Linked DNA regions of Mus musculus: region 1 is linked to region 2. Evidence: chromatin contacts called from public promoter capture Hi-C data. All regions are on one chromosome and are shown on one strand. The core of a region is the stretch at or near the end of the contact, and the rest is flanking DNA. Distances in the headings are between cores, read along the strand shown. Region 1 overlaps Nsf (N-ethylmaleimide sensitive fusion protein). Region 2 holds the start of 1700072I22Rik (RIKEN cDNA 1700072I22 gene).

Region 1 (7,452 bases), core at 4,797-7,296, 300 kb after region 2:
TTGTCTTTCAGCAAACAGCTTTTTCACAGTGCTGCACGTGTTAATGGTTTGCCCCCGTGTATCTGCTACATTTGAAGTGGAAAGTGCAGCGTGTGTGAAAGAATGCCATAAAACCCCCTCACTGATCAGCCTTATCTTCAGTTTGACAGCACAGAATGCTCAGTATACCTCCCTCTCACGCTGAGGCGGAGACCACAGGTCCCCAGACCTATGATGTGGATGGCACTGACCTTGCCAACAGTCTTTGGAAGGTCGGTAGGTGACATGAGTCAGGTAAGATAAATTATGATGAAAGTGCTTTTAAAAATGTGAGGGTTTTGTATACCTTCAGCTTCCGCTCCTCTTGTATTACCATAGTAACAGTGATCACGCTAGTAAAACTCTGAAGGGATCACGAGCATGCCAGGCACTGTTGTAAATGTTTTCATTAGGGCAACTTATCCCTCACAACTCCTCCATTTTATAGATCAGGACACAGGAACACAAAAATGGCAAATGCCATCAGTTTGTGACTGTCAGCACTAGGATCCAAACTTGGACAATAAGACTTCAAAGCAAGGTGACTACCAACCATGTTATGTGATACCTATACCCAGTGTGTCTAGCCTAAGAAAATCAACCTTTAAAACAGTTTATGAATAATGTATATATGCTGCATTTATCAAGGTTTGACAGTGTAATGACAGAAATGCATAACTCTCATCCCCATTTTCCAGCTTGGCAAGAGTTTAAAAAAAAAAAAAAGGCAATTTCCAAAAGTTTTCCTAAGATGATTCTTTGGAATCGTATTCTAAAACAATACCTAGCAAGTTAAAAGAATCAAGTCAGACAGCTACTCACTGGCCAGACTGGAAATCTTTTTCGTTCACAACCGCACAGTTGCTTAAAGATAATTCATCAGTAGGGCATCTCGCAGCTTGCATAGTCTGAAAGAATCAACGATTAGAAACATAAGTCATGGTTTCAACCTTAAAGAACACCGCATGCCTCCTGCTCACTGCTCTCCATCACCACAGACTCTGTAGTAAATGTCCCTCCATCCTGACTCCCGTGTTTCTTCCTCCAGGGTAGCGGCAACCCCTTCACTCGGGAAGCTGCCTATCTCTCATTTTCTGTGCCTGTGTGCAGCCACGCTCACCCCTATCCCCCGTGTCCCCCGGCACTAGAAGAAAGCACCCTTCCTTACCACACAACTGCATAAAGGCTTTCCACTCTAAATGGCATCAACAGAAACCTACAGAAAGCAAAGGCCACACACATCAGATACACACTTGGAAACACAGACCCGACAACCAAGTTAAAGTCCTTGAGGCCAGTCCAGACTACTGCTTAGAGCCGATATATTCTTTTGCTCAAGCTTATTTGAATTGATTTTCTATCTCTTTCATAGGAAAGAATCATGACTGATAAAATGCAATAAAGTCAAGTAGTAAATTTGATAAAAAGGTGTTATGAAAAGGCATCTTTTTATAAGAAACCCCAAGTGATTACAAATTGTATTTCCTATAGATGAAAGGAAATCATCTTCTAGCCTGAGGCAGCAAGATTACTGAAAGTCTGAGGCTAGACCAGACTACACAGCAAGCTCCTGTTCTCAAAAAAAAAAAAAAACACAAAAAGCTTCCAAACATTTCTCAACAAAAATAATTATAAGGTGTACCCAAAAAGAAAAACAGCAACCAATGGCCTTTTTGGTTAACTACTAGCCAAATATTCTCTTAAATAATGGTACACCTCGGTATATAGTTCAGGCTAGCCTCAAACTTAGGCTTGCCCTTGAGCTTCTAATCCTCTTGCCGCCGCTTCCTGAGTGCTGGCAATACGGGAGTGTGCCACCGTGTCTGGTTTAGGTGCTTCTGGGATTGAACCTGGGGCTTCAAGCTTGGTAGGCAAGCGCTCCACCAAGTGAGCTGTATCCCAGCCTCATGGGGGTTTTTATTCAGTAACACCTTTGTTCTCCACAGACTCCGGGGTCAGCTCTGACATCAATAGCCATAGTTCGAAGTGTTTATCCTTCAAACTGCAAGCCAAAGCTGATCATCCTTAAATTTGTTGTCCAGATACAAACTGATATAATGCACTTTAACCTTTTCTTGTATATGTGGTTGGGTTTTGGTGTTTTGGTTTTTTTTATTTTATTTTATTTTCATGTTTTGACTATTTGAGACACCCTCAAGACAAGCTGGCCTTAAAATGATGACCCTTCTTCCCTTGGCCTTGGGGTGTTGGGATCACAGGTGTGTATGTCCACACCAAACTTTGGGTTTTGAGGGGTTTTTGGGGGGGGTATTTATTTATTTGGTTGGTTTGGTTTTTCTTTTTCTTTTTTTTTTTTTGAAAGAAGGAAATGAGCTAGGTAATGGTGCTTACATCATTTATTTATTTATTTATTATATGTAAGTACACTGTAGCTGTCTTCAGACACTCCAGAAGAAGGAGTCAGATCTCGTTACAGATGGTTGTGAGCCACCATGTGGTTGCTGGGATTTGAACTCCGAACCTTCGGAAGAGCAGTCGGGTGCTCTTACCCACTGAGCCATCTCACCAGCCCTGGTTTGGTTTTTCAAGACGGGGTTTCTCTGTGTGTAGCCCTGGCTATCCTAGAACTGGCTCTGCAGACCAAGCTGGCCTTGAACTCTCAGAAATCTACCTGCCTCTGCCTCCAAGTACTGGGATTAAAGGTGTACACCTCCAGCACCCAGCTGATATTAGTACTTCTATTCATTTTATAGTTATTGAAGATAAGCTTTCCAGAACTAATGACATTAAAACAAACAAACAAACAAACAAACAAAAACCAACAACCCTCTAATCCTGTCAGGATTTTAAGTTTCATTACCCAAGATGAAGTTCTCTCTCTGCTGACTTTAAGGCATGGGCTGGTTAATGCAACTAGCCTTATCTTCACAAAACCGTATTAATGCTAATCAGATGCCACAGCAGCTCTCCTAGAAGAGCAGACACAAGTCCTGAAGTGTAGAAAACACTGGCAGTCGCTGCCCTATTGACAGGTAAATTACCAACACAGGTTGGTCAGAACCAGGGGTGTGCAGGATGCCCCAGGATGTCCCTGAGGCCTTTTTATTTAACAGGGGCTTTACAATACTGAATCTTTCCCACGCTCCACATGGAGATAGGAAGTAGCATCATTTTCTTCTTTAAAAATTATTTTTATGTATGTGTGACAGACAGCACACCTGTGTGGGTGTCTGAGGGGGCAGAAGACAGTGTCAGACCCTGTAGCTGGAGTCACGGATGGTTGTGAGCCATGCAGAATGGGTGCTGGGAACCAGACTGGTCCTCTGAAGACCATCCAGGGCTCTCAACCATTTTCACCTCGCCTCGCCTCCTCTCTCCCTCCACCTCCTCCTCGTCTTCTTCTTTCTTCCTTTCTCTCTCTCTCTCTCTCTCTCTCTCTCTCTCTCTCTCTCAAGATCATATATGATTACTGGTAACTACAAATATTTAAAAGAGCTTAAGGTGTTGTGCCCATCTGTAATCACAGCCGTCTTGACACTAAGGCAGGAAGACTACAACTATCAGGGTAGCCTGGGCACCACAGTGAGTTATGGGCCACTTAAGTCACTGAAAAACCCTGTCTCAAAAACTGAAACAAAGAGGGTTGAAAGCAAGAATAGTTATCTAAATCTTTTATTAACAAAACAACAACAAAAACACTGAAAAGAGTATATTCAAGCCAGTGGCTCAGCATGTAAAGGCTCCTGCTGCCAAAGTCTGACAACCAGAGCTCCAGCCTCAGGAACCACAGAACTGACTCCTGAAAGCTGTCCTGTGACCTCCAGGACACTCAACCTAAAGACAAAGAAACCCCAAACCCCTAAGTGTGTGTGTGTGTGTGTGTGTGTGTGTGTGTGTGTGTGTGTGTGTTTTTAAAGTTAGAAACAGAATAGTTTAAGCTTCATGTTATCCGAGTGAAGGCTTCCAGGGGTTTTTCTGAACACATGTATTAGCACCACGGAAAGTGTAATGCATTTTAATTAATTTGAAGAAAAACAGTAGACAGATGGAAATGTACTAGCCACGTTTCAGTAAAACATTTCCATAAATGGTGATTAGTTTGATTAAAAAAAAACAATGTCATAATTTCAAAAGTACAGCCAAATTCCTTTACTTTGATCCAAGCTTTGATTGTCACTAAAATCAAGTGACAAAATAAGCTAAATTTGGGAACGGGCCTTTGAGCAGATGCATCGCAAAACAGTTAAGCAAGATGCCGAAGAACAATGACTCTCGCTTCGCTTTGGGATCACTGGTAAAGATATGAGATTATACATTTGATCACTGGCTGCTTCTTTTTTTTTTTTTTATGTTTGACTGTGTGTATAAAATCTCAGCACATCAGTGAATATGCAATATGGACATACTAGGATTATATAAATAATTTGACATGTGAATTCGTGATCAAGTGTTTGGAAAGCACCAATTTCCCATGACATGAACAGAGTCAAGGTCACAAGTTTACCTTCCAAATGAAAGAGCATTTTGTTAGGGTCACACCTGGACCAGCCATCCATCAAAAACTTAACAATTTAAAGTTTTCTATCTTCCTAGAGTCTCTTTACTTTCAAGTTTCTTCCCTTGATTATCTTTCCCCTAAATCTGCATCCCTTCCTTGGCCAATTCTTATACACTCTACAGTTCTCAGCTTAGACAATACTTATTCTAGGAGACATTCTGGACAGCTGCCCCTCCCCACAGAACTGAGAAGACATGCATGGAAGCCCTGAAGATGACCTTCACTGTCTGCCTACACACTTGAATCATACCTAGGATAATTCTTAAGGTTGGAGACTAGATTTTGCTCATGTCCATACTTCCGGAGGACTACTCCTGGGCCTGGTACAGTGAGTGCTGGTTAATCGTAGATTACAAACCCAATTCAAACCACCCAAAGGACAAGTGTCCAAGGCAGTATCCCTTCAAGGTCATTTAGGATATCACAGAATTAGATTCAGATGACTTAATCACTACACAACTTGGGGCTAGGAAGATAGCTCTGAAGGTAGGGACAAGGGATCCACACAGCAAACTGGATGAGGAACCTAGCCATGTATGGGAGCTCTGAGTTTGGCCAAGAGCTGATATCTCAGTGGATGAAGAGTAATTGAGGGGTGATTCTTTTTTTTTTTTTTAAGATTTATTTATTATTTCATGTAAGTACACTGTAGCTGTCTTCAGACACACCAGAAGAGGGCATCAGATCTCATTGCAGATAGTTGAGAGCTACCATGTGGTTGCTGGGATTTGAACTCCGGACCTTCGGAAGAACAGTCAATGCTCTTAACCACTGAGCCATCTCTCCAGCCCCGAGGGGTGATTCTTGACATAATCCTCTTGCTTTATATACACACACAGAAGACATGTATGTACACAAATATGTGCACCTACACACATGCAAAAAACATACATCCACAAAGGCACACCACATACATATACATATTGGAAAAATATAAATCAATAAATGGAACAAAATTACTTCCATGACAGAGCCAACACAATAGAAACTTTACAAAATGGTAGGTTAACCTCATTTGTAAACCTGTTTACCTGTCAATGTCCTTTAATAGGAAGGGGGTGGGAATCTGTGGATATCATCTGGGCAGCCAATTTAAACAGATGCTACGAGGAAAGGGCCTCCCTATTAGAAGGCAGAAGCATCTGTGTTTTGGTGGTAAGCCAGGCAGGGTATCTCATTTTAAAACAAAGTGTAAGTCCCTATAAATAGTCAAGTTGTCTATTTACCATAGAAATGCCAAGGAAAAATTCCATACTTTTTTTTTTTTTCTAAAACTGACTTTGCCTCTAGGGAAAAAAAAAAATACAAGCCAAACACTACAGGCATATAGCCTTTTAAACATGAAATTATAATCAGTGATGGGTTGTTTTATTAAGGTGAGTTGTTCAAGTTACTGGAACACATAACTGCTTAAGGATATAGGAGTGTCTTCATTGTAATTTAAAATGCCAAACAGTATGGGTAGTGGGCTATAGGCCACTGGCAATTCTTAAAGAATGTCAAGGTTATCAAACAAAAGGGAACTCCAGTGGAAGTAATTATGACATCGGTCATTCCAGAGCCTTTAAACGGCAGAGAATTTGCTTCTTTTCAAAAAGAAAAAAGGGGTGGGGGGAGGAAAGTGCAGGCTTTAAGCAGGATTTTCTGGACAGTATTTCAGTTTGCCAATTTAAATAACACAGTCTTATGTAAAAGTTTCCTTTAGAAAATAGATTACTTGAGTGAACTTTTAAATCAAATAACAGCACGGTCAAATAAAGAAAAATTCAATATGAGGCAGCGAGTGGTAACGAACGCTCCTGTAATCCCAGCACTTGAGGGGTGGAGGCACGAAGATCAGGAGGTTAAGATGACCCTCAGCTACAAAGGGACTAAAGACCAGCCAGGACCACCAGAAACCCTATCCAAAAGGAAAGGGGAAAAGAAAATCAGAGTGTGCTAGCAGACTAGAAAGGGCTCATCACCAGACATTCCCTCCTACCCTGACTATAACCCTGAAGAACATGCTGTCTCTTCCTCAGGCCTCTCGCCTCAGGCCTTGGCTCCATTTCTCCAGAGGTTTGCAGATTCCCACAGGAAAGAGAGGAATACACAGAAACTTGCCCCAGGTCCAGCCTAGCTGACATGCCCCCACTCAAATATTTCTCCTAGGGGATCACTCTGAAGAACTAAGGGTTTAAAATTGCCCTTTCATGTGGGGCAGGGTGTGTGGGAGGGGAGGGGGCGTATGGCCCATGACTTCTATCTGTAATCCCAGCATTGGGAAAGCTGAGGCAGGAAGAGGAATGGCCACAAGTGTTCATGGCTGTTTTAAATGACCATCTCTGAGGAAGAGAAAAGAAACCTTCACTTTGCAACAAAGTAACTCCCAGACCTAGGACTAGTAGCATTAATGAAAACTTAGAATTTCATTTTGGAGTATCACTATCCACATTTCAAATATCACAAGTGCCTGATCTCTACCACTGCAGATGGTTCCAGTAGATACGATTGGTCCAGAGCAACATAGAAATGTTACCATAAATGGTCACCTGCAAGACCACAGAACCTCCTACACTATAAACTCCGATGATACTTGCAGCGCATGCCTGTAATCCCAGCACTTGGGAGGCAGAGGCAGGAGGATTTCTGAGTTCTGAGTTCGAGGCCAGTCTGGTCTACAGAGTGAGTTCCAGGACAGCCAGGGCTATACAGAGAAACCCTGTCTCGAAAAACAAAAACAAAAACAAGAAAAAGGGGGTTGTTTTGGTTTTGGTTTTTGGTTGGTTGGTTGGTTGTGTGTGTGTGTGTGTGTGTGGTTGGTTGGTTGGTTTTGGTTTGTTTTATGGTTTTTTTTTTTTTTTTTTTTGAGATAGTTTCAAGCAGCCCAGGCTGGCCTACAACTCACATTATATAATCAAGGATGGCTCTGAACT
Region 2 (7,548 bases), core at 422-2,921:
CTCTGGCTTCAGTGGCTGGTCCTCCTCTCATGGGTATTTAGGCACAAGCAACGTTTGGGTAGCAGGATGGGGAGTGAGGTTGGCAAAAGTTAGAGCAGATTTTGTTTCACCAGCATTTGTGGTATGGATTGAGCGTGTGCCTTCAGAGGAAGGGCAGGGACACGGGATGCCAATATGCCCCAACCCATACTCCCAGATACATGACATATGACCTTCACCACTGCAACCTCTGCCTCATGCCATTCCTGGAGGGCTGCTTGTAGGTTTTATTGTTTTGTTTCTGTATAAATGCATATCAGAAAACAAGCGAATATAATCGTATTATATAAATAATCTTCGCTTTAATGGTGTGTATGCCTGTGTATGTGTGTGTGTGTGTGTGTGTGTGTGTGTGTGTGTGTGTGTGTGTGTGTTTGAAGATCAAGGACTCTGAATTCCCACCCACTACCAGCTATCAAAGGCTGGGCTGCTGTATGACTTTGAACAACATACTTACTTCTCTGGTTCCCATGTGTGAAATGAAGATCTATTTACTAATACTTGCCCAATCAGAACGGTGTAATGAATAAGATAAATAATAAACAAAAAGATATGGTTTCACATTCCTTACAGAATGGAACCAGGACTCCTATAAATGTGGCAGATTCCCAGGCTACAGTAGGAGCATAGCCTGGGCAGTGATTGGTTTGAATAATGACTACTATTGGGGCTGGTCTGAGTTGGTGGAAGCTGGAAAAATATCAGGGCTTATATACATGGCCTTGGTCATTCCCGTATTGCGTAGCAAAACCCAATGTTTTGACTTTGCAATTAAAATTAACATTATCAGTGAGGGACAAAGGGACACTCTGCACCTCTGGATGGGAAACCTCAAGATGCATAAGCTCTAATGAGGTGTTCTGGCCACAGATGGGAAGCCTGGGTCCAAGCATAAAGAAATGAACCTAAACAGAAGGAAACATCTATAAAATAACTGGGTTCTGTCCTTCAAAATGTTCATTCTGTGAGCGCACACGTGGGCTGGTCCTGCCCTAGGATGTGTGTCTTTCTCTTTAAACTAGGTGTATGATGCTGAGGGCAAAGGCCAGGATCCCTCCCTCTCCTTCATCATATGTAGGGATGACGTGGCCTCTCCGGCGGCTTTGCTTGCCTTCTGGTCTCTTGATTTGTCCTTGTCACACAGCATGCACTTAGGACATTCTCTGGATGCTCTCACTACCCTGCTCTGGTGTTGCAAATAGAACAGATGAAGTCCTGTTAAATCAGACTTTCCGGTAAATAGCAAATATCTGTTTAATTCAGATATGTCCTGCAGCCCTCCCTACTCTGATGCAGAATGCACCTCAGAGATAGGCTTCCCCAAGCCTTGGGATGCAGGAATGTCTGGCTTGGCCCATGGAGCCCCTCAGGGATTCCCTTTGGGGTGATAGTAGTCCCCGAATGTGGCCCTATCCAGCTTCAAAGCATACCTCTCTGGCCCTAGCTCGCAGCCAGCCCAGGCCCTTCTGGGAGGATCTACAGGACAAGATGGTTTGTGGCAGGAGCCTCCTCTTCCTTACCAAGCACTCTCTGGCCCCATCTGGCTAATAGTTCTCCTTCGTCTCAAGAAGGCATGTGTTCTTGGCCACCTCAGCCTTCTGGAACTCTGGTTCTGTGACATCATCACTCTCCAGGAAATATGCCGGTTTGAACTGTGCAAACTGTGCAGGCTTTAGGTAGAAATGGTAGATGGGTCTGGAAGGCAAGGTGTAAGGCGGACCAATGGGCAGAACCCTGATACCTCCCTTCCTTTCTGAGAACAGGACAACCTTAGTTTCTAAAGAGGACCTACACATCCTGCCCCTGGGCTGCAGGGTTTGTGCTTATATTCTGATTGTAACTCTGCAGAGCTGTGGGACTTTGCTCAGGACCTATACCCTGCATTTTGATTTCTGTGGGCCCCTGTGCAGCTCCAATCTTTTGTAGAAAGTCTGTGGAGTCCAGAATCCAGTCCAGAAACAACCTTCAAGGACCCACACACACCTTCTTTTCCTCTCTCTGGGACTCAGTGAGTATCCCTTCTTACATAAACAAATTTGAGTTGTGTTTCTGTTACATGCTCACAAAGAAGACCTACCTACCTACTATAGCATGGCAATACTTTAGAATGGTGCCGAAAAAATATTTAGAAATTACTATCATTAAACAAGATACATTTCGAGGAAAGGTAATTACGGGTCAAGCATGGTAGAGAAACATAGTGTAATTTAGAAGTCTGGAAACAAAGCTCAACTGCCTGAAGCTGGTACTTGCTGTGCTAGCCAGCAGCCACTAGAGGGCAGAAGCAGCCCATGTCCAAGAAGACGTGGATTTAAAGTTTGGTTTTGCGAAATGCCGTCCCTTAGATGACCTAGCCTCCCTCTCGGAGTTAGCAGGCACCATTCTCTTTTTCTTGGTACAGCCTGAATGTCGGCTTGGGTTCCTTTGGTTCAGAATCTGCCTTGTTTGTCCATCAGCAGTAGGAGAGTTCCCTGTGTTCCCAGACCTTTTTTTTTTTTTTTTTTTTTTTTTAAGGGGCAGCAGGTTCTGGTTTGTGGAGCTGACAGGCAACTTAGTGGACCAGATGCTGCAGCATCACCGACTTAACTAGCTTGCTTAGCATATGGCAAACAGTGGGGCACGGGGATGAATGACTCAATGAAAGAGAGGGGAAAGAGACAGGGAAGTGCCCATGGATGCTGCAGACAAGCCTCCCTCTGAGAACAAATGTTGACCCTGAAATGAGCCCCGCCAGTGGGATACAGCGCTCAACACAGCAGGCAGGGAATCCATTTGTCTTCACAGAGCTCCTAAGAATCAGCTGCAGAGAAGTTAAGCCATCCCAAAGTCTCAGAGCTGGGAGGCGGTAGCCTAAAGCTGAACTTGTTTCCGACGACGTTACCAGCAGGCTTAGCTCCCTCTCAGGAGCAAATTGTCTTTTTTTTTTTTTCAAGAACTCTGTAGCCCAGGCTAGCCCCAAACTCATGATTCTCTTCCTGCCTTAGTCTCTCTAGTCCTGATGGGCTTTCTGTTGAGCACTAATGTCCAGCTCTTGTTATTTGAAATAGCCACATTTCATGTTGCAAATCTGTGATGTAGCTTAACATGTTCCCAATTGGTTTTTTTTTTCCATTTTCTGTTCGTTGAGAGTTGAGTCTAGATGCCTAATTAGATGAAGGTTTAAACTTTTGACAAGTCTAGCTGTCTTCCCAAAGACATTGCTTTTGGTTTTAGTTCTGTTATTGTGATTAAAATGTCCTGACAACAAACAATTTAGGAGAGAAAGGGTTTGTTTTAGCTTGCAATTCCAAGATACAGTTCATTACTACTAGGAAGTCGTCGTAGAAAGAGCTTGGGACAACTGGTCACGTCACATCCCCCAGTGAACAGTGGAGAGAAATGAGTGTCTGCATGTGCTTGCTTGCCTTCTTGTGCTCAGATTGCTTTCTCCATCTTAAACAAGGCAAGATCCCTTGCCTAGGGAATGGCGCTGCCAATACTGGGTAGGCTCTTCCCATATCAGTTAACTTGGCTAAGACAACCCGGGACAGACATGTCCACAGAGCAGTCCAAAGTAGACAGCCTCTCTCTCTCCCTCTCTCTCTCTCTCTCTCTCTCTCTCTCTCTCTGTGTGTGTGTGTGTGTGTGTGTGTGTGTGTGTGAGACTCTCCTCCCAGATGATTCTAGGTTGCATTAACATCACAAGCATGTCATGTCTTTCTTTTGTGACATTGTCAGTGAGTGGTTGTCGGTCCTCAGTGTCTAGCCCTGCTATTTCAAGCAGTACATGCTCTTAACTGCTAAGATGTATTTTCAACCCAGTCTCCCCCCCCTCTTCTTTATAATTCTTATGAAGCCGTTTTCTATAAAAGCCTTCATGATGTGTATTTTCACCATTGCAGACTATAAGATCTCTGCTACAACCATTTGGTTCTGTCAACGTGGCACAAAACCAGCCGCAGATAGTGCACCCATAAGTGAGTCTGTCTGTGACGCTGTAAAATTTTGCAAACACAGGCTGTGGCTAAACTTGGTCCATCAGCTAATCACTGATCCTTCTTATAAACAATAATGTATAGTGTGTCTCCTTGGAAACTAACCGTTGTAGTGTTGAGCAATTGTGCCTTGTGATGGCAGTTTTATACCATTTTCAGAAGTAGGATCCTTTTTCAAATGGCGCGTCATAAAAATCCATCTAGCCAGCGGCTGGAGAGATGGCTCAGCAGTTAAGAGCACTGTCTGCTCTTGCAGAAGATCCAGGTTCAGGTGTCAGCAACCATGTAACAGCCATGTAACAACCGCTAACAGCCATCTGTAACTTCCGCTCTAAAGAGTCCATTGCCCAGTTCTGGCTTTCATGGGTGCTGCATGCATGGGACCTGGGTTTTTTAAAAAAAAAAAAAAAACCTTAGTAATAGCAGGTAAGATAATGTCGTGAGTGTACCAAGACAGCCAGGCCCAGAAACAAACATTTCTCAAACCAGCCCCTTGCTTTACCTTTTTGGTTGTCCAGAAGAAATCATATGGCTGGTTCCATCAGTGTGAAAGGTGTGTGTCCTAGTTAGGGTTTGTATTCCTGCACAAAACATCATGACTAAGAAGTAAGGTGGGAAGGAAAGGGTTTATTCGGCTTATACTTCCACATTGCTGTTCATCACCAAAGGAAGACAGGACTGGAACTCACACAGGGCAGGAACTTGGAGGCAGGAGTTGATGCAGAGGCCATGGAGGGGTGCTGCTTACTGGCTTGCTTCTCCTAGCTTGTTCAGCCTGCTTTCTTAAAGAACCCAGGATTACCAGCCCAGGGAGCTGGCAGTGCCCACAATGTGCTGGACCCTCCTCCCTTGATCACTATTTGAGAAAATGCCTTACAGCTGGATCTGATGGAGGCCTTTCATCAAGGGAGGCTCCTTTCTCTGTGAGAACTCCAGCTTGTGTCAAGTTGACCCACAAAAGCGGCCAGTACAGTATCAGAGGCTACCTAACAGTGCATCAGGTCGCAGGCAGAAGGATCCCTATGCCCGAACAGTTTTTGGGGGGGTGGGTGGGTGGGTTACAAGACTGAATACAAGTTTAGCCTGAGCTACCCCTGGACCTGTGCCCCCAAATCCAGAGTTCCATATCCAGCCTTCGCAGGTCCTGATGCAAGTGATGAGAGACTTACATGCCTGGCCCTTCCTTGGGCCAGCAGCATCTGACTGCCATCAAAGACTCACTGCCAAGCCTATGCTTGCAAGACTGAAAATGGTTTCCCACGCTTAAGCCCGAGTTGTCATCGCTAAGCTGCTTGGGAGTCCAAAGCTTCTTTTCCCGTGTTCCACTAGCCTGTGGCACTGGTCTCTCCTCTGGTGCCCAGCATGCACTGGCTTCCCCATTGTAGCTGTCACTTTCAACCAGCTTGTCCTTACCGCATTTCTCTGCCCTTCCTCTGTGGCCTAGCTGTTTATGGTATGGACTGTCTATGGTATGTATATACACCGTGATGTCCCAAAGGTCCCACCCTTTATATTGCTCTGAGACAGGGAGCCATATACCCCAAGCTGCTCTCAAATTTGGCAAGTAACAGAGAGAGGGTGGCCTTGAACTTCTGACCCACCCGCCTCTGTACCCCAGAACTGGAATTACAGGCACGCAGTGCTATGCTTGGTTTATACCAAGCTGTGACTCAGGCCCAGGGCCTTATGCAAGTGTTCGACCTACTGGGCTACACACCCCCAGCCCTTCCTTTTGTTTTTGTGAGACAAGGCCTCATTCGGTAGCCCAGACTTTACTGGAAAGCATATGGGAGCTCACCTGCCTGAGCCTGCTTACCATACCCCTCCCCATGCTGGTATTAGAGGCATGAGCCACCATGCCCAAACTAGGGGCCCCATCTCTTTAAGGTTCGACCATCTCCTAGTTCCACTACCACCCTAAAAACAAAGTCATCGACACATGGACCCTTCAGGGACATTTCAACCATATTCGAACTTCAGCAACCATAAAGCAGCCCTGATTTTCCCTTCAGCTGTCTGCCTTGGCAAATATCCCCCAAGGGTCTGAGCTAACAGGGACCCACAGGCTCCTCAAACCCTGTCATTAAGGGCTGGCATCTCGCTCCATTCCCTGTTGCCCTGGCTGGTGGGGAGGCTGCTGCACAAACGGGCAGCCCAGAAGGAGCCTTCTCTCTCTCCTTCCTTCCTCCAGGCTTCTTCTTTCTGCCCGGGAAGCCAGATGCTTTGCGGTTTAATTACACGCTGCAGTTGGAAGTACAGACTGTCAGTGCTGGAGAGGAAGGACCTCGTTATAGATAATAGCTAGCAGCGTTTATTGAGCACTTACTCTGCACCAGGTGCGGAGCCAGGCCTGTTTCCAGGCGTGGCCTTGTTTAACTTCTGAAACGTTGTCTATGTCCTACATAAAGGAACTGAGGCTTAAGAGAGGCTTCAGCAAATTTCCCAGTGTTCTAGGCACAAAGCATCAGTTGATATTAGCAGGGGGGCAGGGGGAGGGTCTCATCGTCAGATGCCGCATCCCGAATTTCCTTAGAGAACTCACAAACAACATGATGTATTTAAGGTCCTAAGAGTTCCTGCAGTGTCTCTTGTATCGCAGACTTCACAGAACCTCTGCTCTGGGGAGGGCAGTCTTGAGACTGTAGATAATGATCAACCTCCTCACCTACAGGTGGCTCATGAGGCTCAGGCACTTTGGGGACAAACCAGACAAAGAAAGACCCTGGGATTCATGCTTCTCCAGACACAGAGCACAGGAAAGCAGACAACAGCCTGCCTGGTTCACTAACCTGTTTCTGTAAAGAAAATTGTAAGGAAGACTTTCTTGTGTCTGTACAAGTGTGTGTACGTGTGCCCACACACGCTCGTGTGGGAGCAGGAGGCCAACCTCAGAGGCTGTTCCTCACGCACTACCCCCTCCCCCCATCCAGACACATAAACACCTTTTTTTGTTGTTGTTTTCTTTTGAGATAGGGTCTTTCACTTGTGGGACCCTACCAAGTAGGTGAGGCTATCTGGCCAATGAGTCTTAAGGGGCCTTCAGGCTCTGCCTCCGTAGCTCTGGTATTACACGTATGTAATACAGTATATATGCACAACGTGCCCCACCTTAAAAAAAAAAAAAACCCATAGTCTGTAAGGATCAAACTCGGGTCCTCGTGCTTTCAAGGCAGGCATTTTACTAGGCAACCTCTCCAGCTTCCTTGATTAATGCCTGAACCAATCCAAAGAGGAGAGGAGAGTTGGTTTGTCCAAAATCACACAGCCAACTGTGTTTCAGCCCTGCAGAAACAGATTCTAGATCTCTAAAACACTGATGTTCTCTAAGACACGGACCAACTGGACATAGTGTGTCACCTGTTATCCTGCACCCAGGAAGCCAAGGCAAGAGCATCCTGAGTTCCAGGTCAGCCAGGACTATGTAGCCAAATTGTCTTAGTTAGGGTTTCCGTAGTGGTGAAGAGATACCATGACCAAGGCAACTCTTTTTTGTTTGTTTGTTTTTTGGGTTTTTTTTTGTTTGTTTGTTGGTTGG

The links. Promoter capture Hi-C pulls out the DNA fragments that hold promoters and counts their contacts.
Region 1: a promoter capture Hi-C map of embryonic stem cells shows a contact between it and region 2, with 3 times the contacts expected there. The contact joins the enhancer-like site here to the promoter of 1700072I22Rik in region 2. A contact is called at or near these places in 16 of 39 promoter capture datasets (the 3T3-L1 cell line, 3T3-L1-derived adipocytes, the C10 cell line and 12 more), 1 of 15 datasets of contacts at CTCF or cohesin (the NIH/3T3 cell line), 1 of 484 Hi-C or Micro-C datasets (embryonic stem cells), 2 of 115 datasets of contacts at active chromatin or transcription factors (embryonic basal ganglia and forebrain) and 4 of 9 other capture datasets (adipose tissue, liver, macrophages and 1 more).

Annotation. Positions count from the first base shown.
Region 1 is chr11:103,929,890-103,937,341 of GRCm38.p6, forward strand. It overlaps Nsf (N-ethylmaleimide sensitive fusion protein), which reads right to left. Exons shown (of 21, transcript NM_008740.4): 2 at 841-926. Among named protein-coding and RNA genes, the nearest start is that of Nsf, 20 kb to the right of the region's middle. Within about 2 kb of position 6,047, at least 9 of the 459 cell types and tissues checked have an H3K27ac peak or open chromatin away from gene starts, as enhancers often do. A contact at or near this core is called in embryonic stem cells, where this site is marked.
Region 2 is chr11:103,637,265-103,644,812 of GRCm38.p6, forward strand. 1700072I22Rik (RIKEN cDNA 1700072I22 gene) reads left to right here and starts at 1,672. Exons shown (of 2, transcript NR_131143.1): 1 at 1,672-2,047. Lyzl6 (lysozyme-like 6) reads right to left here and starts at 1,626. Exons shown (of 5, transcript NM_001356472.2): 1 at 1,560-1,626.